3 separate regions of the Canis lupus genome follow, and all the other regions are linked to region 1. Evidence: chromatin contacts called from public Hi-C data. All regions are on one chromosome and are shown on one strand. Each heading gives the region's core, a stretch centred on a gene start, on an enhancer-like site or on the middle of the called end of the contact. The rest is flanking DNA. Distances are from core to core; before and after follow the strand shown. Region 1 holds the start of MBNL2 (muscleblind-like protein 2). Region 2 has its middle 93 kb from the start of OXGR1. Region 3 overlaps MBNL2 (muscleblind-like protein 2).

Region 1 (3,804 bases), core at 1,076-3,575:
AAAGTCTGTTTTCATAGTCATGGTGAAAGACACTGATAGCTTGGACCAAACTTGCATTGGTGGAAACGGGAGTGAAGTGAAACATTTCTAAATATTTAGGTGCCGAAACTGACAAGCTTGAATGATGGATTTCATGTGGTGTTTGGGGAGAGAGGATCAAGAACGACCATCAGGTTTTTGGATATGATACCAATTCTTGAGACCGGAATCATGAAATCAGCAAGTTTACTCATGGCATGTCGCTAGATACGACGGAGATGTAGAAATAGCAATGAGTAGCCATCATTTAGCACACACTGATCCTGGGCCAGCCACTGTATAGATGTTTTAAGTATATTATCTTAATATACTGTGCAATCCTTGCTTTCTGAGGTGGGGAGATCATCTCATCATTAGGGGTTTAATGGTCTGGCAAAATGAACAGTGCAGTGTGCTTTCAAAAGAGATGAACATCAGAGAAGGTGATGTGAAGAGAGAAGGAAGCCCTGACAGAGGAAAGAGGATGCAAGCTAAGGTCTAAAGGTTGAATAAGATTTTGTTAAGTGAAGCTCTTGGGAGTCAGGTCTGGGGATAGACTGCTAGAACCAGGTCTCAGAGAAATAAGCATGACTCCATCAGAAAGTTCACTTAGGAAAACAGTATAGAAGAGGTTGAATAGAAAGAGTGGAGCCAGATTATGAAAATCCTTGAAAGTCTGTAATCTGGATTTTAAAAGAGAAGACCTTGAATATGAAAGGAACATGACTTTACATGACAGGAAAACCTGTCCCGTCACAGGGACATCTTGAACATGGGAAGGCTTGAGTCCCAGAGGCCAACTTACCAGCATTTGTATTATCCAGGTAATAGGTTGGAGTTCTGAACTAGTCCAGAGGAAAAGTCAGTGAGACCTCGTTTCATTGGCGAAGGTCGGAGAATGAGTCAAAGATGACTAAAATTTCAGGAGTGAAATGAAGGGAATGGTAGTCTTGTAGTCTGAATCAGGGAGACCAGAAAGACCAGAAAGAGGAGATTCATAAACCTGTGACTGTCCATTTGCATAATATTATAATATTAGTGTAGTCTAGAATAGTATAATATTTAGTATATGGATAGCTAGAAATAATTGTCTGCCTGTTTGACCACAGAGATTATTTAAATTATCAGTAAAAATTATAGTAGACAAGAGCCTAAAAGTTATATATGATGGATTTACATTGGGATGAAAACTGTTGTAACCATCATTATAAGTATAAAATCCGAGGGGAATAAAGCATGGTAGTCTATTGAAGAAATAGCCTATATGTCATATGATATGTTGCGTTTTTAAACTGCAGTTAGCAAAATCAAAGGAAACCACTACCTTCCACTTCAACTCTTACCTCATTGCAAATGCATTGAGCAGTTGCTGATAAACAATAGTGTGTTGGTTCAAGCTTTCAGATGAATGGGGCTTTGTTCCTGGTTTGGTATAGTCATGGAGTCATGACACTTCATTTTTTATTTTTTTTATTTTTATTTTTTTGACACTTCATTTTTTTAAATTCAAAAGTGTAAGGAAAATGCATGCTTTTTGTGTTTTCCAAATGCCATATGGGTTTTTTTTTTCAGAGCATGCAGCAGTACTGTTGACTGGGGAAAAAATAAATAAATAACCCACACTAACCTTTCCATTTGTCTTTTCCTTTTTTATCTCAGGGAACTTCGGCACCTCTAGACAACCTTTGGGGAGCGGCACCTGACGGTGCCCCTTGGATCCATGTGCCGTGTGCGTTGTGCTGTGAATACCTCCCTGTAGTCACTGCTTCATTAGTGACAGTATGGACCAATGCACAGTATTTATCAAATGGTACCTGAGGTCCCTTAGGATTAGAGGGAAGCACACCTAATCCTCTCAGGGGTGCCTGCCAACAGGACAAAAGGGTAATGTGTGCATATCGGATGCATTGTTCAGAGTTCCCTAACTGAAGACCCCAGCGGTGGAAAAACTTAGCTGAAAGCTGTGCGGGCTACAGCAATTAACCACTGCAGTAACAGATGTTCTACAGGGAAACCGTGTGCGAGGGGGTTAAGCATGTTTTGATTTTGAATATGCACTTGGGCTAACACATCCTTCCCCCTAATGGAAATCATCTGGAGGATGCTCTGGAAGGCATTCCTTCCCACGGCCGACGTGGAATTGTTTCTCCTTGAAAAACAAATACATGCTTTGTCGACTGGGAGAATGACTTGGGTTTCCTGTGCAACCTGGCTCTCTCTTGAATCTGCGGAGTTGGTCTTTTCCAAAGTATTTACGGTGCAGCCGCAAGCAAGCTTAGGGCTGGCTGTCTTCAAGGGTGTTTTCTCCAGCTACCCCTCTCTCGGCTCTGCCAATTATGTGCCACTTTGTCTTGGTGCTATGATTGCTTTCTTCTGAGAGGGAAATTCCTCTTTCATCAGTATGGATGCACTGTTTTCACACACTGCAAGCGCCGTGTTGCTGTGTCAGTCATCCTATGAGGACCAGTTTCGGAGGAGCAGGGCTGACGAGCTGGCTGCGGATTGGCGGCCCAGCGCTGGGAGGGCCCTGCCGGGAGGAAGGGCTGCAGCTTACAGCAACAGAGTTTAGACTGTCTTTGCTTCATCATCTGAAGGCAAAATTTTCCAGATACGGCAGACGGCTCGCAGAGTACAATACACAGGGAATGAGGACTATTTACATGGAAATTTCTTCCTCATGATGCAGCGGAGAAGCCTCGGCCGCCTGATTCTTCCAGATGTTCCCGGGGTTACTGTAAAAGGGAAAAAGAGGGACAGCTAAACAGGGTAAGAGAATCACCCCCCCCCCTTTTTTTGAATGTTTAAAGAGTTTGCTGCAGTATGCTGCATTCCATGTGTGTTGCTCAGGGAAGCCAGGGAAACCGGATTCCACTAATTCAAATGTAATACTTGCAGGGGACTCTGGAGTTTTACGTAACATTCGGATTTGGGGAAAAAGAAATGGCAAAGCTTGACTCTATGCCGCCTGTCTGGGGGTGAGGCATAAAACGAGTTTTTATTCGGAGAATAGATCTGTTTATCATTCCAAAGAACCATTTGAATTCTGGGGAGCGAGCTTATTTTCTTGCTATCGAAAATTTTCACACTGCCGTAGTTAACTCCCGAATAAATAAAGTTTACGTGGACCCTGTTCTTTGAAAGGGGGCTTGTAATTAAGAAGAAAAAGAAAACTTCGTGGCCGATAATCATCGGTCGGGTGTTCGGCTGAAAATACGTCTCTTTATTAGAAATTAGGGAGCTACCTCGCTCTGTAATGCCAGGGCTTTGAGTTTCCAAAGCACATTTTTTAACAAGCTAGCGAGAAGAGGTAGCTTTCTGACAAGTTTTCGATACTGTAGTTCAATGTTTACATTTCTTTTTCTGGCATGTCTGAGCCTTTGTTTCCAGCTTAAAAGTGGAACCATTATATTCAAAAGTAAAGCTAGGTTAATAATGCTTACTGCAATTATCTGATCTTTATGCATTTTTAATGAGAACACACAGCCAGCAGAATAATTTAATGAGGGCAGGCTAGCTTTTAAGGCTGTGTCTTCGCTATGCCGAACCATATCAACTTTCTTGCCGAGAAGCAGCAGGGAGAAATGATGGAGATTTATTTTTAACACACTTGGCCCAAGAGAAGGAAATGATATATTTGTTAAAGAATTCTTTCTGCCCTTTTCCGTTTTAAATTTCTGCCAGGCATGAGGAAACTGTGCTTTTTTGTTAGGCCTCGGAAGCATGTGTTTACAATAAATGTGTAACATTTTTAGAATAGTTAGCAAGCACTGAAGCGAAGAAAAAAAA
Region 2 (4,229 bases), core at 219-2,718, 99 kb before region 1:
CTTTCGTATTCTGTGTGTAACAGCTTCCACTCCTCCTAGTTCTTGCTGAAGTGATTTCAGAGTTAATAACACATCTTGCCAGAAGAGTCTCAGGACCCAGGAAGGAAGCAGAAGAGATTTTCCAGTCTTTGCTTCAGTCAGGAGGGGACTACAGACATCATAGATGGATGGGATCCATCCAGAGCCTCTCAGAAACAGCTTCTGCCGTGTCACTCAGTTCCTTAACCCAGAGGTTGCTGACCCCTGCTCTCGGAAAGTTCTCTGGGATGCTTAAGGAATGTGTTGTTGGAGCCCATTTTTCTTCTGTTTGGCCTCCAACAGAAGCAGAGGTTAGCTGTCAGAATGGCGGGTGTGCTGGTCCTTCGAGCTCCAGCTTTCTTGCCTCCCCAACTCCTTCCTTTATCTGGAGTCCTTGGTCAAATGAGAAAGGTTCCACACTCCAGTCGTGAGCAGTGACTGCCACATGGCCCTTTCCATATCGGCCCTCCGATCCCTTGTGCATGGCCATGTCTTTGACTACTTGGCAAAGGTGTGTTTTCCAAGCAGAACTCCTTCCCTCTTTCTGGATTCTACAGACTTCCACACAGTCCCTCACTTGACCGTGCCCAGATGGCGATTGGTCAGAGCCTCCCAGGGCATTAGCTGTTTGCTGGCTACATTGTCTTTGGATTAAGTTCCAGTAGTAAGCTAACAAGTGTTTTGTAACCAGCTGTCTGAGGAAAAAAACCAAAAGGCCCTGATTCGTGTGTGGCATTTGCCAGTTTCTGTGGTGTAAATACTCCTTCCGTGCCAATTTTGAGCCGCTGACATGAACCCCCTGAATGCAGAGTTAGGGAAAGATGTGCCCACTTCTTCCTTGCAAGCTGGCACGTACAGGCTGGCTCTAGCACATCATGGAAGTAATCACCTTTTCAGGAGAATATGACCATTGATATTTTTTCATGTCCCATCCTGCATCTTGTTTCTATCTACATCTAATCCCATTGGACATACCAATCCTTCAAGCCGGTGGTTTCCAAACTGTTTTCTGGCCAGAGGTCTTTATGTTTGTATCAGTAAATAAAGTACATAAAAGCAATGCCAGCCCGGATGAGGGTTTAGGAGGGGTTTTAGGCTCTATGATATCCTATAGCTACGGGGACTGCACCGTTTAGTGTTTTTGATCATTTGAAACAATCAGAATTATATGGAAAATATTACATAGCTCTTGACATGTGATTGTTTTCTTGAACTCTCTGGAAGAGATTGAAATGAACGATGATTCTAGTCCACTTGGAACCACTTGTAAAGCCCATTGCTTTTGGCTAGGAGGGGCTCTCAGGAGCCCTATTAATCAGCATACCGATAATGACCTCATATGAGCTGCAGGACAGGCCGTTGCAGTGGGAGCCCCTGCTCTACCAGGATGCCTAATTTAAGTGTTTGTCTGCAACTCTGAATGTTCTCTGGCTTCAGCTGTCTGCCCAAAACCGAGAGCTATGAGTCACACCACTTAACTGGCCTGCGGGTTTTCAGTTCTGCTTTTTTCTCAGTCAATACCTTTCTCTGTCTCTTGTTTTCTCTCTCTCCAGGTTTTCTCACAGTATTATTTCATGTAAGTTAGATAGCCCTAAGAGATTCTTTTATATATTTCCCTCCCAACAGAGTGCTTTAATTTTTATTAATCTGTCACACGATGTAAATCATAATTTCATGGAGATATACCATTTGATCTTAATGGACTCATGATTCTAGCAAATGATGATGGGAGATATCATTGTTTTGATGGGAGAAATAGGCTTGGAATTGCCTGAGATTTCAAGAATCAAGTTATTAATAAAGTTATAAAAATTCTGAATCAGGAGAGAAGCCTGTGAAGATAGAAGAGAAATCACAGGAAGGTTCTATCTGCAAACCCTACATCTCTCTCTGACTATCCCTGCATCATGTTAGATTGAAGGGTTCTTCTAGCTCTACTTCTTCCTGACATACTCAGATATGAGAGCAGAAGTGAGTTGTAAGAGTCACATAGAAATGCTCTGAATTGTCTTCAGGCCAAGTGGTGGATGGAAGCAGCAATCCCATCACCTATGCTGCAGGAAGCATGCACGTACAAAAGCTTAAGGCTTTAACGTAAAGCTACCAAAATGAAGTGCTGATTATTGAACTTCAGACATCAAATTTGTTGAGGAAATAAGACTAGGGGACATACAACGTGGCACAATGTGTCACACACATTAACTTTCATTTATGCATAAGACCTATCTTGATGGTCCATGGAATGGGGAAGACCAACCCAACCCACATCCCCATCTTTAGTGAATTACTGGGCCTCTCCATTTAGACATCCTAATGGCTTCACTTTGAACAAGCCCAAAACAGAACAACTCAAATCCAACTTCTAGTCTGGGTTCAAGTAGTATCTCAATTAGTAGTATCATTCACAAGGTTACCCAGATCACAAACCAGGGAGTCCTGTTTGGTCTCCTCCTCCCTACTATCCACTGAGTTATCAACTTCCTTTTCAATGCCTCACATTTCTACTGCTTTCCTTCTAGTTCCAACATCACTGCCCTACTTCAGACTATTCTAATCTTTTCCTGGTCTGGAATAATTTTTTTATTCATAAAATTCTCTCGATAACTATCATTTGAATGTCTGGGTTGCTATAAAGCCTTCCTCCTAACTTGATGGCCCCTGGTTGGTTATGCTTTCTGTCTCCCATTTATGTTCCAGACTCCAGTGAAAGTTCTTAAAAAAAAAAAAAAAAAAGATTTTATTTAATCATTTTGAGAGAGAAAGAGAGACAGTCAGCAGGGGGAGGGGCAGAGGGAGACAGAGAGAGAATCTCAAGCAGACTCCATGCTGAGCACAAAGCCCCATGTGGGGCTTGATCTGTCAACCCTGAGATCGTGACCTGAGCTGAAATCAGCTGGGTGGCTCAGTTGGTTAAGTCACTGAGCACAGCCACCCAGATGCCCCTCTAGTGAAAGTCATAAACAGAACATGGCTTGATTGTTTCAGGAGGTCATCACATGGCACATGTGGTATTCCCCCCCATGTGGCTTGTCTTTTCCTATGTGGTCCCACACACCCATCAAGGCATCCTTCCATTTGGCTGTGTCTGTGGAGTCTACCGGACTTTGCTTCCCAGCATCAATCCCACCCAGAATCAGCCTTACCAAGTTTCTGGGTCAGCCTTACCAACTCATTTCAGGATCACATCTCCACCAGCAAGTAGGATATTATTAGTGTTTCTTACTTAGATCTTGTGTCAGATCACCTCTTTCCCCATTCTGTGCTCTTCCAGAATCGCATGGGCTATAAAATGTGGAAACTACATTTCTCAGAAGGTTTTTCAGAAGTTTCCTACTTAGATTGTACCAAAGGGAAAATCTCAAGTAAGATTTGATAGTAGAGAAGAAGTTGATATCAACATTGTTCCTGTAACAGCAGCAGGCAGCTTTGGAGGCTCTGACCATGGCTTCCAGGACTCCCGTAGTCACCTGTAATGCTGTTACAGGCATCTGAAATCACTGACCAAAAGTTTCCCAAAATTCCTGCACATACTCATTCCCTAAATTCTAAAAGCAGCTTTTACTGACCTTTGTTCCCTTCCTCTCCCAGGGGTTTTGCGCGCCCTTAACTCTCTGCATGGAATCTTTTCTTCTGGAAATATCTGGAGTAGTTTATCCTTGACTAACACAGATCAGGTAGCCAATGATATGGAAATGAGTTTAAGCCAAGCTACAGCTTCCAGCTTACTGAGATAAACCTTTCTGTTCCATCCATGGTTGCATAAATCTATAGGACTCCACTCCTGCTTCAGATATTGAATTGTATTCTGAATCTTCTGCAAGAATTCAACCCCTGCAATGGGTCCCAGCCCACCTGGCTAAGACCTGATACCTTTTCTAAACTTTGCTGGACTATCACTCCAAGGAACTCACGATGGCCTCTTATCTACTCTATCTCCTGGACTTATGCTCCAAACTAGACAACCTCTCTGGATCCACAGGGCTGCCAACACCCAACTTTGATATTTGTTTCTGCCTGGAATCTTCTCCTTTCATTCTTTATTTGCGTTTTGGCTAACCAATGTTGGTTAACATTGAATTATTGCCCCAACTCTCCAGGTGACAAATCATACAGTCAAGTTTGCTCCCATGGCCCGAGTCCTACCTCATCCCTGTTTTGTTTCCTTCCTTCTGCTGCTTGTCTAGTTTTGAAGACCCAGCACATCCCTGAGT
Region 3 (3,779 bases), core at 73-2,572, 120 kb after region 1:
TGAAACTATTTTGCAAGCTCCTTTGGCTTTCACAAGCCTTGACTGTCACTTCAGTGACCGTTCATAGAACATCACTGATGGTTGGGATGCCCAGCACCACTTAAATATATTGACTTTGGAATTAGAGCTTCAAAGGAAAATAACTTACAATTTTACTAGTAATTCTGCCCTGCTAATGATATAAGTATTATATCTATATATTATTCATGTCATCTTATGTTATTGATATTCAGGGCAGAATTAAGAATACTCTTTAAATTTTCTTTATATAGTAAACTTTTGATCCACCAGAATTCTTAGAGGATGGAGCATTCTAGTTACTCCAGACCTAAGGATAACTGAGGACTAAAAAAGCAACGGCAACACATCGGCACTTCAAACTCTATTTCCACTTCCCTCCACTTATTTCTATCTCTTCCCATATTTCTCTCCTTTTTATCTTTCTGTCTGTGCTGTCATAAGTAATAATATAGTGACCCGAAATGCAAGTTCCAATGCCTTAGATGTAGTAGTTCTGACTTAACATACTAAGCATAAGTTATCTTTGTGGAGTGAGGGGTCCTAGGGGAAAACAGGAGTGTTCAGATTCACCCCACCCACTTCCCATCCTCCAACGAGGAGGAACAAGTTTATTTCCCCCAATTCTTTCTGGAGTTGTACAGCTTGGCCCTGGGGGCTTGAACTGTGATGATACCATCCCTCCGTGCAAAACAAACGAACAAACAAACAAAAACAAAACTTAGGGCATCCCAGAGTTGTCAGGGGAGGAGACAATCTGGATTTGCATTTAGGTGTCCAAATTATATACTCGCATATAGGTTCATATACACATAGATCGTGTCCTCATTGTTGTATCTGAAACAGATACAGAGATATGCACACCAGCCACAGATAAAGGGAGGCTTTGTTGATTTTCATGTCGGCTCGACTGCAGACTTTGACTTAGTCTTCTCAACACAGAGTCTCACTCCAGAAAAGAGGGCGCAGCAAAACTCACATTAGCCTGCCAGGGATTCTGGTTGAGTTCTGGACAATATCACATCTTTATGGAAAGGGCCCAAAAGCCACCACGACAAGGAAGGAAAAGCACTTACTCCTTTCTGTGCTTTTGTGTTAGCATAAAAGGCTGCGCCTGCGGAGGCAGCTGCAGGCGCCCATCAGGCTTTCTCGTGCATCGTCCGCTCTTCTTCTCCCCCGTGTCCTAGGTATGCAGGGAGTTCCAGCGAGGAAACTGTGCCCGGGGGGAGACCGACTGCCGCTTTGCACACCCCGCAGACAGCACCATGATCGACACAAACGACAACACCGTAACCGTTTGTATGGATTACATAAAGGGGCGTTGCATGAGGGAGAAATGCAAATATTTTCACCCTCCTGCACACTTGCAGGCCAAAATCAAAGCTGCGCAGCACCAAGCCAACCAAGCGGCGGTGGCCGCCCAGGCAGCCGCGGCCGCGGCCACAGTCATGGTAAGTGGGGCGCGCCCGCCGCGCACCTTCCTCCGCCCGGGCCCGGGGAGCCGCGGGCGCCCCGCGGGATCCAGACGCTGCCCCAGCAGGCGGGAACTAGGGAAGGCTGCCATTCCTGCTGCTCCGCTGCCTAAGTTCTGTTGTCGTTCGCCCCGTTTTGTTTGGTTCGGTTTGGTTCCCCCCCCTCCTTCCCTTCTGCAGCACAATAGGTAAATCCCTGAGGCGCAGGGACACCCCGCCCCTCGCCCCTCGCTCCTCCTCCCCCCCTCCTCCTCCTCCCCCTCCTCCTCCTCCTCCTCCTCCTCCTCCGCCTCCTCCTCCTCCTCCTCCGAGCTGTCCACCGGGAGCCCGGCGCCCCCGCGCCCAGGCCGGGGGAATAAATGCAGCCGAGCCCTGCTGCTGAGAGCCCGGGGCAGGGGCGCCTCGGGGCGCAGCCCCCAAGCTCAGAGGCTGGCGACAGGGACCCGTCCCTCCCCACCCCTGCTCCTCCCACTCTCCTTCCAACTTTCTCCCTCTAAATGAACTTGTGTGCAGAACATCAAGCCATGAAACGGATGGAAAGCGGAGCTGTCCTGACCGGTGCCTTAAACCGGGGAGGGGGGGGGGGGCTGTAACCCAGCCTGGAGTCCCTGAGTCACTGCAGTGTCGCTTAGAGACCACCTGCCGCCGCCTGCCCCTACTCCTCTTCCCGCTCTTGCTCCTCCTCCCCCTCCTCTCCTCCTCTATCCTCCTGCTGCTCCTCCTCCTCTTGCTCCTCTCCCTCCTCTTCTTCCTTATCCCTGGGGAGCCTGTTTCCAGCTCCAGACTCTCAGGCCCCCCACCCCAGACCTTGGCGATCAGAATTCTGATTTTAAAATATCCTCAGGTGTTATGTATGCACATTAACAGTCCTGCAAGCACCTGCCTACAACCCTGGTTTCTCAAACTTGGCTGTATTTTGGAATTACCTGAAGGGTCTCAAAAGGTTCCAACGTCAGCCCCCTTCCTCCAAAATTTCTTATTTAATTGGTCTGGGTGTGGCCGGGGCAGTGGCCTTTTTTTGGAAGCTCTCCTGGGATTCCCACGTGCAGCACAGTTTGAGAACCATCACACTAGGTAGTAGAAATTGCTAATTAATTTGCTTTAACATGAGATCTCTGGCTTATCAGGAACCTGTTATAATATATAGTAGACACTGTGCATTCATCCATTCATTCGTTTACTGATTCATTCAAAACATGTAATGAGACCTGCCATGCATCAGGCACACTTGCTAGATGGTATACAGAAACTAAGCAGGTTTTCTTGCCCTAACTGCTGTGTTGATCGTTAGGTATGGAGCACACATTTTTGCCATTGCACTGGCATGGAAACCCAGGTACCCAGATACCCATCATACCTGGGTACCAAGGATATCCCGCAAGGCTAGTCCGGATTCTGGCTACAAGAGACAAAAACCCAACGGAAATGGTTTATATTAAAAATTTGGACTTCGTGTGGTGCCCTCCAAAGGGAAAAGTAGTCCAAAAGATGGTAAGGGTGTCCGGATTCAGAAACTGAAAAACCAGTAGGGTTCTCTTGTTTTTCTCTTTTCTGCTTCTCTTGGCATATCAGCTCTATCTTCTAAGACTAGGTTCTCCAATGCAACATTGACCACGAATCTGAACATCTTTGGATACACATTCTTATGTCTTTTGACAAGAGAGAAAACAGCATCTTCTACATTGGTTCTAATTCTACAAGAAACAAACAAACTAAATAATTAAAGGTCATTCTGGTGGCTCTCCTCATGGTTAGAATAACAGCACGCTATGATTGGCTCAGCCTAGGTCACAATAGCCATCTCTGGCCACAGGGGTATAAGATGAGGTCCTGGGAGTATGAAAAAAATTAGCCCCTACACCTCAAATACCTGTTGACACAACAAACCACTGGTACTAATCGTGACCTGGGACCTGAGCCCTGAATTTATCTGAGCTTTGATTGTATCTGCCTGTTTATGAGAAGTGCCAACTCTAACATCCATGATCAATATGTACCTCAGTCATCGAAGGAACAATGCACATGGTATATGTCCATGGTGGGTGACCTGGGTTGATAGGGATAAGAGAAAAAATGGCCACTGACACAAACACCTCATTCCTTAAGAGGAATTTTAAAATCAAGACTGTGGGGGCACTTACTGGCTCAGATGGTTCAGCATCTGCCTTTGGCTCAGGTCATGATCCAGGAGTTCTGGGACCCAGCCCCTCATTGGGCTCCCTGCTCAGCAGGAGTGTGCTTCTCCCTCTCACTCTGTGCACACTCACTCTATCTCCCTCTCTCTCAAAT

What was found. A called contact is a pair of places that touch in the nucleus more often than the background predicts.
Region 2: a Hi-C map of blood shows a contact between it and region 1, with 2.2 times the contacts expected there. The contact joins the enhancer-like site here to the promoter of MBNL2 in region 1. A contact is called at or near these places in 3 of 9 Hi-C or Micro-C datasets (amygdala, blood and skin fibroblasts).
Region 3: a contact with region 1 is called in a Hi-C map of amygdala, with 5 times the contacts expected there. The contact joins the enhancer-like site here to the promoter of MBNL2 in region 1. A contact is called at or near these places in 2 of 9 Hi-C or Micro-C datasets (amygdala and skin fibroblasts).

What each region holds. Positions count from the first base shown.
Region 1 is chr22:47,725,293-47,729,096 of UU_Cfam_GSD_1.0, forward strand. It overlaps MBNL2 (muscleblind-like protein 2), which reads left to right and starts at 2,326. Exons shown (of 10, transcript XM_038569890.1): 1 at 2,326-2,784.
Region 2 is chr22:47,627,148-47,631,376 of UU_Cfam_GSD_1.0, forward strand. No RefSeq gene overlaps it. Among named protein-coding and RNA genes, the nearest start is that of OXGR1, 93 kb to the left of the region's middle. Within about 2 kb of position 1,469, at least 4 of the 20 cell types and tissues checked have an H3K27ac peak or open chromatin away from gene starts, as enhancers often do. A contact at or near this core is called in blood, where this site is marked.
Region 3 is chr22:47,846,554-47,850,332 of UU_Cfam_GSD_1.0, forward strand. It overlaps MBNL2 (muscleblind-like protein 2), which reads left to right. Exons shown (of 10, transcript XM_038569890.1): 5 at 1,206-1,469. Among named protein-coding and RNA genes, the nearest start is that of RAP2A, 90 kb to the right of the region's middle. Within about 2 kb of position 1,323, at least 3 of the 20 cell types and tissues checked have an H3K27ac peak or open chromatin away from gene starts, as enhancers often do.